Linked DNA regions of Danio rerio: region 2 is linked to region 1. Evidence: chromatin contacts called from public HiChIP or PLAC-seq data. All regions are on one chromosome and are shown on one strand. The core of a region is the stretch at or near the end of the contact, and the rest is flanking DNA. Distances in the headings are between cores, read along the strand shown. Region 1 holds the start of gtpbp6 (GTP binding protein 6 (putative)). Region 2 holds the start of jade3 (jade family PHD finger 3).

The links. HiChIP or PLAC-seq counts read pairs in DNA pulled down with a chosen protein or histone mark.
Region 2: a contact with region 1 is called in an H3K4me3 HiChIP or PLAC-seq map of gastrula embryo, with 2.3 times the contacts expected there. The contact joins the promoter of jade3 here to the promoter of gtpbp6 in region 1. A contact is called at or near these places in 2 of 4 datasets of contacts at active chromatin or transcription factors (embryo and gastrula embryo).

Annotation. Positions count from the first base shown.
Region 1 is chr6:39,996,749-40,002,030 of GRCz12tu, reverse strand. gtpbp6 (GTP binding protein 6 (putative)) reads right to left here and starts at 2,117. Exons shown (of 9, transcript XM_073954341.1): 1 at 1,545-2,117; 2 at 1,035-1,172; 3 at 895-965; 4 at 250-380; 5 at 1-14. The coding sequence starts at 1,935. It overlaps nit2 (nitrilase family, member 2), which reads left to right and starts at 2,332. Exons shown (of 10, transcript NM_205611.3): 1 at 2,332-2,436; 2 at 3,306-3,424; 3 at 3,541-3,661; 4 at 3,797-3,885. The coding sequence starts at 2,409.
Region 2 is chr6:40,068,757-40,074,038 of GRCz12tu, reverse strand. It overlaps jade3 (jade family PHD finger 3), which reads left to right and starts at 2,895. Exons shown (of 12, transcript NM_201652.2): 1 at 2,895-3,033. rp2 (RP2 activator of ARL3 GTPase) reads left to right here. Exons shown (of 6, transcript NM_213446.1): 5 at 236-349; 6 at 470-1,149. The coding sequence ends at 319.

The DNA.
Region 1 (5,282 bases), core at 868-3,367:
TTCTCAGGCGTGATCTTTTGCATTCAAAAAACAAATGTGTTGTTAAAACATTTCAAACTATTGCAATGCTTAAAAAAATATTTAGCCTATCTATCTTCTATTACACTGATCATATCACACCCTCCCAAACCTTTAAACAGTGGTAACTGAAAAATAACAGTTAATTTAATAACTGTCAGAAATGTACATAACTCATAAATGTAATCAGAAAACATTTAGGAGAAGATTTTAATAACTAACATAATTTACCTGAACAAGGGAATCTCTGCTAAAGAGATCTGCAGTTTGGCTTCTTTTGTTTTAGCGTTACAGCGGAAAATGTGCAGGACAAGTGAGTATCTGTCAAGCACCTTAACTCCCCAGGCTTCCTCTAAGTCTTTCTGAAACATAAGCAGAGCACATTGCATGATTCTTTGAAAAATGAAAAACACTTTAACTACAAATGCGTTACAAGATAGAACTTCAGATCCAATAACAGCCACACTGAATCTAATACAATATACCAGTAATAACCATGCAGATACAACATGTGGCATCTTAGAAAATAATCATAATCATAGTATTCAGAAACATTTGTCGCAGCAGTACTAAACTTTTTCACTCCAAGACCTCCCATGGTCTACAGTAATATTACAATAGTATATAAATATGTGTGTGTGTGTGTGTGTGTGTGTGTGTGTGTGTGTGTGTGTGTGTGTGTGTGTGTGTGTGTGTGTGTGTGTGTGGTTTATATACAATAAATGCAATATAATCTAATATATTCATGGTCTGTTTCTTAAATTTAAAAAAGTTGAAGCTGAATAAAAAAATGAATGTACTGGTTTTTACTTCTTAAAATGCTTGGGACTCCTGTTTAAATTGAACATTTCAGCAGTTTGTTCTCTAAATACTCACTTCTGATGAAGGTGAAAGACGTTCCACGTTCACAAAGACAGCTGTGACCCCAGGAGTAGCTCTAATCTTCTCTAGAAATATACTGAAGTCAGTTTGTGTCTAGTTAACTTTTTACAATTCTAAACCAGCACTACACATACCTGTAAGCATCTGAAAGTTTCCTTTCCCGAAAATTCTTTTCTTCTCCGGCGTCTTGGTGGAGAGGATGAGCTTATCAACAACACTCCACTTGTGTAAAGTTTTCACCAGGCCAACAGCCTCTTCCATCTGAAGTGCCGCTGTTTTAAAGAGCAACTATGCATTATGTAGTGTGACTGAGGTAAAGTTGGTTTTACATACACACATTCAGACCTTCTCCTTAATAAATTCATTTCAGAAAAGCATTCTTTGCCAATGTAAAAAGTGAAATGATATCAGCATCCAATGACTATTAGAGAACTACGTTGTTTACAGTAAAAAAATAATAAAAATATTATTTTCAAGTTATAATTAAATGTGTTGTTACAACCGAACATTTAAAGTACTATAGTAAACAATATAGGGGGCATGTCAGTCACAAGTTGCCACTGAACGAATGTGCAAATATACAACCAACTTTAACTCAATTGTAGTGTGACACATTTTAAAATGGTAAAACAAGACTAATTTACCTGTGGTCAGATATTGCTTTCTGCTCCCCCATTTTACATCTGGGTGAACAATGAAGACCCTGTGGTCTTCTTTACCAATACCAGAGGGGATTTGCTCCTGAAACAGCTTCTCTATTTCTGCGTCATCAATTTCATCTTCCTCTACATTATTGTCATCTGTGTTGTCATATTTGAACATGCGAGCTGTCAAAGACAAAGTCCTTGCAGGCAGAACTGGAACCACAAGCCCAGGCTTTAAACTTTGGGATGGTAATGTGTTTACAATTAATTTTGAGGCACACTGAGGAAATCTGACTACTTCACATTTAGCAAATCTCACGTATGACCTGCTCAGAACATGTTTGCATAAAAACACATGTCTGGTCAAGACACTGATTTTGTTCAGATTCATTTTTTTCAGGTTTATGTTACAAAATAATAAACAGCCAAATCATTGAACGTTACCTTTACATTGAACGCTAAACGCACATAAAGCAAAATATTCCAGAAAGCAATTTGTTTGACTTAACTAACACACTAATGATGAGTTTCCGTGTGCATGTTTTGATCCATCTTCTTCTCTTGTGTTAAACTGAGGCGTTTAACTCAACTGCGCCGCCTGTGAAATAGGATAATACTACATAATCTTAGTTTTTCTCTTTTAAATACACATTTATATAAACGTCATGTATTTTATAAATATATTAATAAATGTAAGTGTTTATAGTTTGTTGAATAGTTACACACAACCCTTCCTAACGACAGCAAAAATATGAAAACAGGACTTATATTTTGGAATCCAATCGAGGACTTTTAATTTGACTGGTAGTAGTAAGGGTCCTGCATGATACTTCTGCACAACTTACTGTTCAGAACAGTATAACAATGTCTGGTATCGTTAAGGCAATGTCGAGTGAGTATAAATATATTTTTGGTATACACATTTGCTCAGTGTTTGAATTATGTTATATCATATTTTTATTTGGTGACTATATGAATATGCGTCATTTTACTTTACATTGTGAAAGTTTTGGGCTTCTTCAATGTACAAATATGATTTTGTTTACGTTTTGACTAAAATTATCTATTAAATAACAGATATTTAAAAGGCATTTTGTGGTTCACATGGTGTTTTCTGTTCATTTAAGGTTTTGAACTGCGTTATACGGCAGTTTTATCTCAGCTCTGTCGACTTTTGATGTTGAAAATTCAACTTTTATGACTTTAATTTGCATTTTAGTAGTTTGAGACAAAATATTGTTTAGGAAATAATCTAGAGAGAATGAAGTCTGTAAAATAACTTGTATAAAACAAAGCACTGGCAGTTTATTACTAGGTTTTTGTGCAGTAATTTACAATACAAACACAGGGAATAAATCAAATATCACTTCAAGCTATTAAAAATGTCAACAAAAGTCCGTTTTCAAACTTCTCAACATTATTTTGCTTACTGCAGAGGAAAGAGATCGCATATTGCAATCGAAAAACATAAATAAGTAAAAAAAAACATGAATTGCTAAATATGAAAAATACTAATTTACAGATTTTTTTTTCTTTTTTTACTGTGAAGCCCTATTTCGTATAAACAACGTTTTTACTTAGCCTTCAACTTTAAAGAAATCAAAACTTCAATAAAGCTGGTGTATTTCATTTGACAAATGTGCAAAACTCCCAAAACAAAATCCTTCGGATGAGACTGCTGGTTTGAAGTTGAAGTTGTGAGTTGTGAATCATTGATCTTGCAGTGGCTAATAAACAAACTATTGATCTTCTGCCCTCTAGAGTTTCGACTGGCTGTGGTGCAGTTGCATGTGTCAAAGATTAAAGCAGACAATTTAGGAAGAGCACAAACACTTGTGACGGAGGCTGCAGGACAAGGTGCAAAAGTTGTTGTTTTACCAGTGAGTATTACATCCTTGGGTTATATATTATTCACCAGTATTGTATGAAGTGTTTGGTACATTGTAATTAGTTTATGTAAAACATTTCATTATACATTATCCATGTTTATTTATAGGAGTGCTTCAACTCGCCTTATGGAACTGGGTTTTTTAAAGAGTATGCTGAGAAAATTCCTGGAGAGTCCACGCAGGTGTTGTCAGAGACCGCCAAAAAGTGTGGGATCTATTTAGTTGGTGGTAAGACCCTATGACACAAGCCAGCACATTAGACTTGTTCATGCCAGTCATTCATCATGTGTCCGGGATTTTCTGTACCACACATGATTTTTCTATTAATTTCCATGCCACTGATGTGATTTTTCCATATTGTAGGTTCCATTCCAGAGGAGGATGGAGGGAAGCTCTACAACACCTGCTCGGTTTTTGGACCTGATGGAAAGCTGCTTGTCACACACAGAAAAGTGAGTTGAGACATATATTCATTCCTTCATTTTCCTTCATTTTCCTTCATTTTCCTTTGGCTCAGTCCCTTTATTAATCTGAGGTCACCACAGTGGAATGAACTGCCAACTTATCCAGCATGTGTTTTAGGCAGTGGAACCTAGAAGTGGGAAACACCCATTCACTCACATTCACACACATGCACGACGGCCACAGAAATGTCAACTGACCCCGCCAGGGCTTGAACCAGTGACCTTCCTGCTGTGTGGCGAGAGCGCTGCTCACTGGGCCATTGTGATGCCTGAGACATTTATATTGTTGCAAAATTAAAGTGAAAATTGAAGTTAAAGTAATGATGTGACCAAGAATGTCGGCCCATACTCAGAATTTGTGCTCCATGCACATACATCAGTGAATATACTGTTACTGTGAACACACACCCGGAGTATTGTGTATTGTGTATTACAGAACTTTTGCTTCAAATAGATTCTGTTATTTTGATTAACTGAACTAATTGAATTTCATTTTTATCATCAAAGAATCTTGGAAAAAAATGTGTTTCCACAAAAATATTAAGCACATAGCTGTTCTCAACATTGATACGATTTTTTTTCTTGAGGACCAAATCAGGATATTAGAATGATTTCTGAAGGACCTTGTGACACTGAAGCCATATCACCCTGCTGTCCAAGACCAGTTACTCACTGAAGCTAAGCAGGGCTCAGCCTGGTCAGTACCTGGATAGGAGACCACATGAAAAAGCTAGGTTGCTGTTAGAAGTTGTGTTATCGAGGCCAGCAGATGTACTCAATCTGCAGTCTGTGTGGGTCCTAATTCCCCAGTAAAGTGAAGGGGACACTATACTGTCAGTGAGCACGGTCTTTCAGATGAGACGTTAAACCAAGGTCCTGACTTTCTGTGGTCATTAAAAATCCCATGGCTCTGCTCGTAAGGAATAGGGGTGTAACCCCCGGTGTCCTGGCCAAATTCTCTCCATCTGCCCTTAATCGTTATGGTTATCATCCCCATCCACTGAATTGGCTCCATCACTGTCTCTCCACTCCACCTATGGCTGTTGTGTGGTGAGTGCACTGGCGTCGTTGTCCCGTGGCTGCCATTGCGTCATCCAAGTGGATGCTGCACACTGGTGGTTTGGAGAGACCCCCCTCATGATTATGAAACACTTTGGGTGTATGACCATACACAATAAATGTGCTTTATATATTTATGTATAATAAATACACATTACATTACATAAAGATTGGAGTTATAATGCTGAAATTTCAGCTGTAAAAGGAATTAAAAAACATCATTATATATTAAAATGTAGAACATTTCATTAATATAATGATCATATTTCACAATAATAAATTAAACAATATCATATCTTTTCATCATTATCTTTAGGTTACAGTAT
Region 2 (5,282 bases), core at 1,646-4,145, 71 kb before region 1:
AAAAGCAATGCTTTTTGCTTAAATACTTTTGTATAAATGGAAAGCAAATGACATTTGTCTCCTCCTTTTTTGCTGATCCTAAAATGGTCTGATCCGTGACTCAAAAATCGTAGTGTGATTCGAACCGTGAGATTTGTGATCTGTTACACCACTAGTATTTATTGAGGATGCCCTGTAAAAGTCTATTTAAGTATATTTAGTCTTTTTTCATGCTTTTTTCTATGTTTTCCTGCAGCTGTTTGTTTCTGAGAGCAAAAATACATCCTCGCGTGATGTTGACAACTTTTTCAACTTTGCTGACATGCAGATGGGCCTGTGAAACTGGGGCAGAGGGTCAGCTCAATTTAACGTGGGTTCAAATTTTCTTGGTTTTGTCAATTTTGATACAGTATAATGAAATTACATCATATGTGATGCCACTGAGACCATTTAATGGGTTAAAACCACTATTCACTTTTTTTTCCTCCAGAAAAAAAACAGAAAATTGTTCTAGGGTGGATCTGACAATTTGACATTTTCATGTTGATTATATTGACATATTGTCAGCGAGTTTATTTGGATCCAATCAAGAAGGCAAGTGCCTTTAGATAGAGTACTAGAACTAAAGTCTAATCAAACATTGCTGTGGACAATTTCATCGCTTATGCTGAAAATAATGAATTTGATTATATAGATATTTATTGAATTTCCTTTTTTTTCATAAATGTATAGCTGGAAATTGTTTTACTCTGTCTTGGCTGTATACAGTACGTCTCCTTTACTTAGTGTATAGTCATCATGCCTGTGTATATTTGTTAGATGTAAAAACAATATTGTTCAGATTTTGTCACATGCCTAAAAACATGAATTGTATTGAATTAGATTTTTTTATATGACCGATATAAATGTATTTTATTTTACAGTTAGCATAGCTTTTTATTTGTATGTTTTTTTCAGTATTGTCTTGTTTTTCAAATGACATCTGTTTTTATTGTATAAGTTTTTACAGTAGCACTGTTCTGAAAAGAATGTAAATGCTGAAACTGATAGGTCGAATGTACTACTAAACAGGAGCATTAATCGTCTCCTTTACATTGTTCTATTTTTCTAGGATCATTTTAAAGAGCACAACAACTTTTCTGTGACCAGAATCATTTGTACACTTCAAAAGAAAAAATAGTGATTTTTTTTTTTTTCTTCTAAATGTTCCTATTTGTACAAGACAGTTTTTTAGGGATGAATAATAACTGTGATTTGTCAATACAATCATACTGATCGAAAGTTGTCTCATCTTTTTTCCACATGCAAATAAGCACAACACTAAATGTGAATGTATTACGACAAATGCCAACTAGTGAATAGTTTTGTTAGTTGAGTACATATTTGCTCAGAGAAAGAGATTGTGAGTAACTGTAAGTGGTGTTGTGAAATGTTGTGGTTCTGAATTTTGACCGCATTGCTTTTATAATAATTTCTTTAATAATAATCTCTTTCTGTCAGTAAAAAGTATTCAAATATCATGTTTAAAAAAAACAAAAAGAGTTAGAGTAGTTGTCTGATTTGTTGAGCACAAAAAAGTTGTATTTTCTTCAGGGGTCCAATATAAACATCAGGGGACAGGTTGAAATTAATAGTTTAATTCTGGTAGGACAGATTTTTACCTTGCTGGTTATAAAAGAATCTTAAAAATGCACAATATTAATCATTAAATCAGTTTTCTACCGTGCTAAAAACAAGAAGTGTTATGTTATATAAAGCTATGTGTATAATACATTTATTTTAGTAAATTCCATGGAATGTTTGCTTTGGTATATATTGCAAAATGAGTCAAAATGAGATGCATTAAATGCGTTTCAAACCAATTTTGTGATTTATGTGATATAAAAAATATAGGTGAAATAATGTATTTAAATGTATTCAAATTATTTTTATTCTAAATATGACTGACAAGTTTGTTTGGTAGAAAAATATTTTCTTTTCTTTAAGTAGGTTTCTTTGGTGAATGACAGTTCACCAATGTAGCGTTGTATTATACACTATATATATATATATATATATATATATATATATATATATATATATATATATATATATATTTTACCCATATACTCATGACAGCTTTTATTTGGCCTACCATCTCATCTGAAAAGAGAATGATGAGGAGCATTGAAGAGAATATTTTTTACAGAGATTGTCATTTTAAATTTAAAGTAATCTTTTTGTCTGTTTTATAGCAATTTAAAATTAAGCATTTAAATTAAATGTTGACAAGGAATCAGGTTTATAATAATGTAAATACTGTCTCTTGTTGAATAGAGGACAATGCACATTGTGGGCAAATTGATGCAAAAGCTTGACTTGTGTTGTTATTTGCCATTGAACTCCATTGTGTAATCAATGGAATTGTTTTTACTGTAATACGTTCATTATATTTATATATATTATCTTTTAAATTATACTGCATTAGTTAATATAAAGCAATGTTTTCTATTTATATATATATATATATATATATATATATATATATATATATATATATATATATATATATATATATATATATTAGGAATATAAATTAGGAAAATACCCATGTTGACCTTAACTGTTTGCTATATTTATCTTCTGCCCACAGCCCTCAATCAAGTATAGTTTTGGGCCCTTTATGAGAAAAAGTGCTGTATTATATCGTAATAAATACTAATTTAGCTAAAATACTGTGACTTTAATCTAAATTCTAACGTTACCTCCATCACAGCACTGTAAGGGGACATTTAACTACCCCTGAAAAGAAATCTGCTTCCCCTGGCTGGGCAAGCAGTGGGGCCGTGAACGGGGCGGGCTCTAGGACCCAGCGTTTGGGTAGTACAATAGAGCTGTTGTGTCGTGGTGAAGAGGGTGATTTCTGCTTTTGGGATATTGACAGTGGGACAGAAACCAGAAAAATACGGAAAACACCGGTATTTACTGCACCTCAGCGCTGCTGACTTGAAGACAGCCTTGCGGAGTCTATCGGCGCTCACGATCGTCCTGAAGCACAGCATTTTTGGATGTTAGGTAAGGGTGCATCTCGAACAATACTGCTCGTGTCTTCACACAGGGCTCAGTGTGCCAGTTCTCCAGGCTGAGGGGCCTGCTGCCTCCTACCATTCCTCCGAGAAGCGTTTTACGTCCTCATTATTCAACTAGGACAGTGTTGGTATCAGCGATATAATTATGTTTAGGTTAAACATTGCGAACGCGCACTGAACGCGGTTATATACGCACAGTCAGTGGTAATATGTCAGCACAGAGGGGATTGTAGTGACTGGAGAGGGTTCGTCATGTAGGGCGGCTCGAGTTTGGCGCCAAGGCCGTCAGGAACCCTCGCGTGTTCAGCAATGGAGGCCAGCAGCGGTTCATGCTCACACATGGGCACAGTGCTGCTGTTTGTGAGACAGCTAAGCGCTTCTGTTTACCATCCGGTTCTTTATTTAACGTTAACTGTGTGAACTTCTAGAGTTGATCTGTGCATTCAGCACGAGTAACGTTATAAACCTGAACCTTAGTTTAAGAAAATTAAAAGTGGACATATTTCTCCTCGTTGCATCATGCTTTGGGTTTACAAACAGGCGACGTGATGTTTAAATTGTTTTCTTTTGCATGGTGTTTATTAAAGGTGCATAGTTTTGCTTATTCGCTAAAATGCGTCGCTTTTCGTTCTGCATATGGATCTTGTAATGAAGCAACTTTGTTTTTAAAGCATTGCATAATGTTTTTGTCTTTAATGTTCGGTAAAGTAGCGAAATGTGTGATTTAACTGATAAAAATGAGTATGATAATGGAGTGTACTTTGTAAAATGTAATTATAGATGACAAAACATGCATTAACCCTGACGGTGGTAGGCGCACGGTGCATTAGAAAGTTTGGAACGGAAGTGTAGTTGTTGGAATTCGGGAATGCCCTCCTTGAGCTTCCGTTCCCCCCACTGCTTCCCGCGAAATCCCTGACCGCAGGCTTAAACGTGTGTGCTACTCGTCGAGCGTTTTTTCAGCATTATAAATGGACATTAACTAGGTAACATTTTTATTAATAAACATGCAAATGTAAATAATGCTTTGAAAATACAAAGAAGGTGTCGGAGGCGCGTTTGATTCAGTGAGTCGAGTCGTTTGATTCATTTGAAAAAAGAATTGTTCAGTGACTCTAGGTGCCATCATGAACAAGCTCCTTAAACTCGCATATTTAGAATAATTCTGTTAAGTTTTTAGTAATTTATATTTGATTGTAGAAATAAAAGAACACACATATAAATGAATTTTACTCTCCTTCACTCCAAGAATAAATGTTATTGCCGTCTGTAGTTCCTCAAGAACCCCATACATCTGTCAAACCTTTTTATTGCACACAGTTATGTATTAATTTTTTCTTCATTGTAGCTTTAGTGTAGATTAAAGTTTAATATAGGCAAAAGAAACTCGTCACCTTGCAGCTAATGATGATTTGTGTGTGATGAATGAATTACCAGTGCTGTTTTAACACCTTCACACACAGTGTGTTCTTCATGAGGTTGTATCTGATTATAAAATACCATCACATGTACACGCCAACAGTGAGCAAGTGCATTGAAGCATCCTTCTCAATGTTCAGTAAATTCCTTCACAAAATATTTTTGTTGTTTCTTTTGGTTTAGTCTTGAAATTAATTCTAAAATTGTCGTTATTTTTACACATGCACTATCTTTTTGCTCTCATTCAGTCAGTCAGCTGGTCACCAATAGTTTTATTGTTATTTTCAATTTTTCTTAAGTCTTTCTGGTTTATTTAGTTTATGCACAATATTTTGTCATTTATTAATGCTTTCATTTTCATTCATACAAAGTTTACTCCAGCTACACTTCTCTTTTAAATAACAATACAAGCCATTTTGAAAGCTGGAGGAAGAACACTGCATGTTGACCTCACAATGTATTTAAATGCACAAATTCAACATTTAGCACATCCAAAACATTACATTTTGCAGTCTACTCCACTTTACTGTGATGCTGCAGTTCATCTAAATCAGGGATGTCCAAACTCGGTCCTAGAGGGCCGATGTCCTGCATAGCTTAGCTCCAACTTGCTTCAACACACCTTCCTGGAAGTTTCTAGTATAGTTAGAAAGAGCTTGATTAGCTGGTTCAGGTATGTTTATTCGGGGTTGGAATTTAAATATGTAAGACAGCGGCCCTCCAGGACTAAATTTGGACACCCTTGATCTAAATGATCGCACCATGACATGTCAGTCTTCTATTGGTCACACCTCTTCATACGATATAGACCATTTT